2 separate regions of the Hordeum vulgare genome follow, and region 1 is linked to region 2. A link is a contact called in public Hi-C data. All regions are on one chromosome and are shown on one strand. Each heading gives the region's core, a stretch centred on a gene start, on an enhancer-like site or on the middle of the called end of the contact. The rest is flanking DNA. Distances are from core to core; before and after follow the strand shown.

Region 1 (3,072 bases), core at 445-2,944, 420 kb after region 2:
TCCGGCATCCCTGTGTGCTAGTCACATGTATCTGGCTAGACGATGATGGATGACGTTACACTAAGAGGATCCTAAAAATATCACCTCACCATCAGAGAAGCTAATCCGAATGTTGAGCTATCTCGCCCCTTGTCATCCTTTCCAATAAACCTGCAAATTTTCGTTATGATCACCGTGTTACAGATGATGTTGGAACAACCCCAAAGTGTATCGTCCAGTACGAAGTGACTCGATACTCTCATGGTCTAAGGAACTAGGCATACATTAACTCTATGTGTTATGATTGTCGACTTGTGACGATAACATCTCTTGAGTATAAAAATTAACTTTGGTCAATTTAATATGATCCTTTTTATAACATCATATTCTCAATGTTGTTGGCATCCTTGTTACACTTAACTAATGCCTATGACTATGAAAATATAATCACTATGCAACATTTGAGCTAGTCCTACAGGCAAGACTAGGAATCATGTTTGCCGTTTATTAATCTACACATGCTTACGGGTTTTTCTCTAGATCATATATTCAAGAATCATAGCAGTTATAGCATAAAATATAAATATCTAATTATGAATGTGAAATAAATAATATAATTTTGTTGTCTCTAATGCATATTTTCAACAAGGACTATTGGGGTGCGGCCCACAAATAAAAACAACGAGCGCCAGCGACCCCTATTGGTGCGTGAAGCGCAGAATAGGATATCTTGGGGAGCAACTAACGAAGGGGTACCCCTTGCGGGAGCACCGCAAGGGTCACTTTTGATGGGCCGAGAGCGCGCCAAATGTTGCATTCTCAACCGTCGCCACGTGTCATGTGTTGGGCGCTTCCTCGGCGTTTTATTTTATTTTTCTTTACACGTTTTAGGGTTTTAGATGTGTTTTTTTCCTTTTGGTTTCTGCCTGGTTTTTCATAGGTATTCAAGAAGAAAATAACTTGTTTTCTTATTTTGCGCCCAACAAAAGAAACTTGTTTATTTGTTTCCGCGAGAGGTACTCGAAAAGAAAAGAACATGTTTTGTTTATTTTCCTCGTGAGGCATATATTTATTTTTTGTCGAGACACGTATTTGCTTCTTCTGAAGGCACAAATCAAAAAAACGTGATTTTTTCCTTCACAAGAGGCTTGCTTTTAGTGGAGGTATAAGTTTGCTTATGCGACAAGCACAACCTGGCTTGCATGCATGCTTTCGACACCCAACGTTTACCCTAAACGACAGGTCTTCTGCATCGCACGGTTGAGAAAAGAATATGACCAGGTGGCACCTGATCAAGCACGGCGGTCGTGATGCCTAAAATGCGTGCATGCACTAACTAGGATTTCTGTTTGAATTTTAAATTGAGCGGACCTAACCGGATGCTTAAAGGGTGCGGATGGATGATCGACTCCCTAATCCATGCATGCATGCCGTCTCCAATTTAGGGATCAGCCGTTGAAGATGTCCTCGGTCCCAAAGAAAGGCCGCGTCTACATTTTGTGGATAGCAAACTTACGACGTGGGCTGCACCATTCGCACTTCTTTGACACATTTATACTCTTTTTTGTATTTCCTTTTTGTAGCTGGGAGGTACAGCATTCTGAGCAAAAAATCTGCCGTCACGAGTAGTATCTTTCAAGAGATACCATACCCACTTTGGGAGGCCTTGGAATCGACTCTGACCCAGATTGTCTCGGCCCTGCTACAGGCGTGGGGCCATAGTGTACTGCGCTGCTTTAATACAAGGCCGGGAGAGGCCATTACTGTTATTAGTAGTGGCCGTCAGGAAGCACAGCAAGTTGTTCAAGGCAGTGGGGGACAAGGGCCGCCGCCGTCGTACTCGTGGAACTTGCTTGTTCGCCACCCGGCCCTTCTACCGCCGCAGCCGATCGATGGCCGAGTCCGCCGCCAAGCGGCCTCCAACGCCGGCGCCGGCCTCCGGCGGTACGCACGCACATCCCTCCGTCCTCTCTTTGTTTAAGCTCTCTGCTTGGCGGTTTTACCTCAATTTTATGTGTTGCTGTGGACCTGCGGTACGATGTGATCCGGCTGGTTGCTTTCTTGCTTCTTTGATCGCGAGTATTGCTTGATTTACTCTTACTAAGATGTTATTCGCGAGATTGTGCGGTGTCATAAGTGAAGTGCACCTCTGTTTGTTGCCTGCAACTGCATATTAGTAGTTCTTGTTCTGAACCAGTTGAAAAACACAACTTAATTCCTGTTACAAATCCCTAGCTTCCTAACATTCTTGATTCCCCCTGCTTGTCACTTCTCTTCAGCAGAAATTTGTTCAGCAAGCAAGTTATTCGCCTATATAGGGTGAAGAAGTCATCCTGGACTCCCTGCAAAATATGTGTACAAGTTTGCTTCCCATGGGAATAAAATAGTCGCTAGGTTTCAGAAATTTACGCCAGTTTTTGTTGCTTGATTCTAGGTGACCCAATTAGATTACTTTTCTTGAGAGAATGGTTCAATAGCGCTACTCGATGAAAATGGGCATTAAACCCGCAGTCCAAGATGACATATTTGTTTTATATTTTTGGCTTTGGACCGCTTCTTGGCTGACAAAGGAACCTGATATAGTTGACCTTTCAATTTTCTTTACAAGCTCTTCAGAGTTGCTTATCCTTTCAGATCTGTTGCTAAACTGCATAGTCTTCAGAACAGTTCCCTTCGTAGAACGCATCCCATGTTCAAAGTTTTGTCGCAAAATTGTCATACCAGTCTACATGTGTCGTAGAAATTTCATTGACCACTTCCCAATTTTATATCCTGGTGTTGTTTTCCTGCAAAGCATATGGTGTCATTTTCTCAGAGGAAAAGAATTACTGCATTTGAAAGTCTAGCAAGTCACGTAAGTGTTGACGGAGTGTGTTGCTTGGTGCTCGAATACATGACCCATGAGGGTTTACCTCGTGACTTGGGTGGACAATTATATATCAGAAAAGATACGTGTGTATCTTGCAATCCGTCCACACGCATGAATTGTCGTTTACGTGTGTTTGCACGAATCTTGACATCTTTTGACAATTTTTTTGTATCAAGTAAGAAAGAGTTGGTATGTGGGCGTTTATCAGCTCGCCCACAGGCCTG
Region 2 (3,138 bases), core at 6-2,505:
AGACATCCGAAGCAACAAAGAGTAAGGAAAAAAAGGACCAATAGTACCATGGGGCGTAAACCCACCAACAAATCTTTAAAAAATTGGTCGCACTCATCTCAAAGTCCATGCAAAAGAACGTGTCGACTCAAGCAACCCCAACCCGAAAGGAGTGACTATTAACACGACGGGATAACCAGCCTTCAAAGGCGCCTCCTCTCGTCACACCACTCATGTATCAGGACACACCTAGTCCCCTCTATCGCTCCCATCCCATCACACGCCCATTTGTTGCGAACGACACAGTAGGGGTGACGTCCATCCAAATCGTACGGTCATGAGAACAATACAACCGTTAGCTGCCAACACGCCATGGTCGACCAAGTTTTTCTAGGCATCGAGGTGCAGAGACGAGAGCGCCAGAGGCGGGTAACCATGATGTCGGTCATAGGAGAAAATGGGTTTGTCGGAAACTAGACAGGCGGAGGAGCCGAATAAACAATTTAAACACTCATGTCGAACTATAATTGCCACAAGTGATTATGCTATACTATGTTTGTATTTGCCTTGTATAACTAGTTTCATATTCGTCTCATTCAGATTCAGAGTTGTTTTTCCTACCCGGCCTCCTGCTATAGTTGTTTCTAACTATCTAGCAAGTTTATGGATGCTTATCCGGTTTGTGGGCGCCGTGACATACGTGGGACCACATGAGGCGCTATGGTTGCCTCCATTGGCCATCACATGTTTGATTAATGTGCATGGTCACACCTGACTGATGACGCCAAACAAGCCATGCTTAGACCCCAACAAAAAATTTGTCATGTCCAATAGGGACCGTACTTGTTTCTCGCACACATGAGCTTAACATTTTTCAGTTGGGTAATCATTTTCAGAATTTGCAAACACTTTTTAAAATTCATGAACATTTCTTCAGTTCATTACCTGCTTTTTAGTTAGGGAATATTATTATTTATTTTATAAAGCTTTTTAATATTTGTGTAAATTTTCAAATTGGTTAACATATTTTGACTTTATACAACTTTTCTAAATTCGACAAACATTTTTTAATCCATGAATATTTTTTTTCACATTCAAGAACATTGTGGTAAAAAGATTAGAAGTTTACAAATTTTGGGGAACATTTTCTATTTTCATTGACAATAATAAACTAAAAATAAAAAAGAGAAGACAGATTTCCCGCCCCCACCTCCCTAGTCCCTATTTGACGCCCACAACGCCGGTTATACATGCTACCTATTTAGCGCATGGCCCGCGGGATAGCGTGGTAGCGCGTATCACCGAAGTGAACGCGCTGCTACAGTGGGCTAGCCCATTCCAAGTTTTCGTCCCCACCGGTTTTGGGAAGATACTAATTCCATACTTTTATATCAAAAAAAAATACTAATACCACATTTTTTTATTTTAATTTTCTCTATGGCCAAAAAAATATTACTTTTTCTTTGTTATTGACTTTCTTTTCTCAAATACTTTAATATTTTTGGTAACCCATTAATATTTTCTCAATTCATGAATATTGTTTCAAATTTGTGGAATTGTTTTGACTTGCACGACCAACTTTTAGTTTTCCTACGTTATTGTAATCAACAAACATTTTAAATTTGTGAACAAATGTTTACAAATCAAGAACATTTTTTGAATCTGTAAACATCTAGTGAAATTTGGGACCAATATTCGAAATTAATTCATTGAATTCACGATTTTTATTGGAGAAGTATTTTCAATTGATGAATATATTTTTCATAATTTGGGAATAATTTCTAATATCCAAAAAGTGTTTTCAATTCGGAAACATTTTCTAAATTTGGGGGAAAATCTAATTCATGGAAGTTTTTTGAGTCGGCTAACATTTTTGAAAACTTTGGAAAAATATTTGAATTCATGAAGATATTTTGAATCAATGTATAGTTTTTTAAGTTTGGGAACATGTTTTATATTGCAAACAATTTGTGAATTCGCGCACATTTTCTCATTTCATGAACATTTTGAAGAATGTCTGAACTTTTTTTAATTGAAAATGATTATTAAATTCATGACCATTAAAAAAAGCTATGAACATGCTTTGAATTTAGGAATTTTATCAAATTAATAGAGTACACAAGTGCTGTTTTTTAACGTACACACCGTAGCGAACCTAGGAGTGCTTGACCGGAAAGAGTAGATTGAGAAATAAATTGTCAGTGACGAATGTAGGAAAAAGGGACCGGCGAAGAAACCTCATTTGAATGCTGCCCCTACGCGTTAGCGCTCTCTATATCTTAGCCTCGGTCAATTACTTCCTTTCAACCTTCACAAATAGGTGTGTAAAGTAAGATCGAAACTCAAAACCTCACTGTTTTGTTGAAACCGCAGTAACCAAACGGGACACCTTAAGGTTTCTGCTCATCTAGAGCATCTACAGCCGGATCTCTCAGATCCGCCCGATCACTTTTTAGTCACAAAAACTTAATCCAGACGATCCCTTAAACCGGCCTTAAATGTACAGGTTGACCGGCACCTTCATTTGGAGCCCAAATACGGAGCGGCTATGAGGAGCCCGGGCGTGCCCAAGCACACCCGCCAGGCCCGCGCTGACCCGCATGTATCCGACATATATTCGTCTCCATCCGTTCGTTGGACCGAATCCTAACTACTTCACCTCATTCCACTGCACTCCCCTCCACTCCTACCCGCCATCCAAGCTCACCTCCGACATGGTGGGCAGCGAATTTGTGTCCTCCATCTCCAGACCCGTCGATCATGAGCTCGTCCAACGCGGCCTCAAGGAGGAGATGGCCATCCGGCTTGCGCTCCGCCGCTCCCGGAAGGCGGCCGCACGACAGCAGCATTCGGACTCGCAACGTCGGGAATCCATTGCGTCCACACAACCGGTGGTTGGATCCGCGTTGCAACCACCCAAAGGCAATGCAGTCCGTCAGGCGTCCGAACACCATGGCGGAAGCGTAACCCCTTCGTTCGTGCGCCGAGCACGAAGCATGGTAGACCTGGGACGATGTCATCGCACGGCGTGCCCGCCAGGCGAGGCAGCGGTCATGGGATGCGGCGGAGGCCCTCGCGGCGGCGGATGTTGGAGATGCTGAGTCACTCTCTGAGGCCCGTAGGATGCACGAGTACGGTCAACGCAACCGCGTCGTGATG

The links. A called contact is a pair of places that touch in the nucleus more often than the background predicts.
Region 1: a contact with region 2 is called in a Hi-C map of seedling, with 4 times the contacts expected there. The contact joins the promoter of LOC123426658 here to the enhancer-like site in region 2. A contact is called at or near these places in 3 of 6 Hi-C or Micro-C datasets (leaf and seedling).

Annotation. Positions count from the first base shown.
Region 1 is chr2H:461,432,451-461,435,522 of MorexV3_pseudomolecules_assembly, forward strand. It overlaps LOC123426658, which reads left to right and starts at 1,695. Exons shown (of 5, transcript XM_045110522.1): 1 at 1,695-1,923. The coding sequence starts at 1,872.
Region 2 is chr2H:461,011,871-461,015,008 of MorexV3_pseudomolecules_assembly, forward strand. No RefSeq gene overlaps it. Among protein-coding and RNA genes, the nearest start is that of LOC123426655, 100 kb to the left of the region's middle. Within about 2 kb of position 1,256, at least 3 of the 3 cell types and tissues checked have open chromatin away from gene starts, as enhancers often do. A contact at or near this core is called in leaf and seedling, where this site is marked.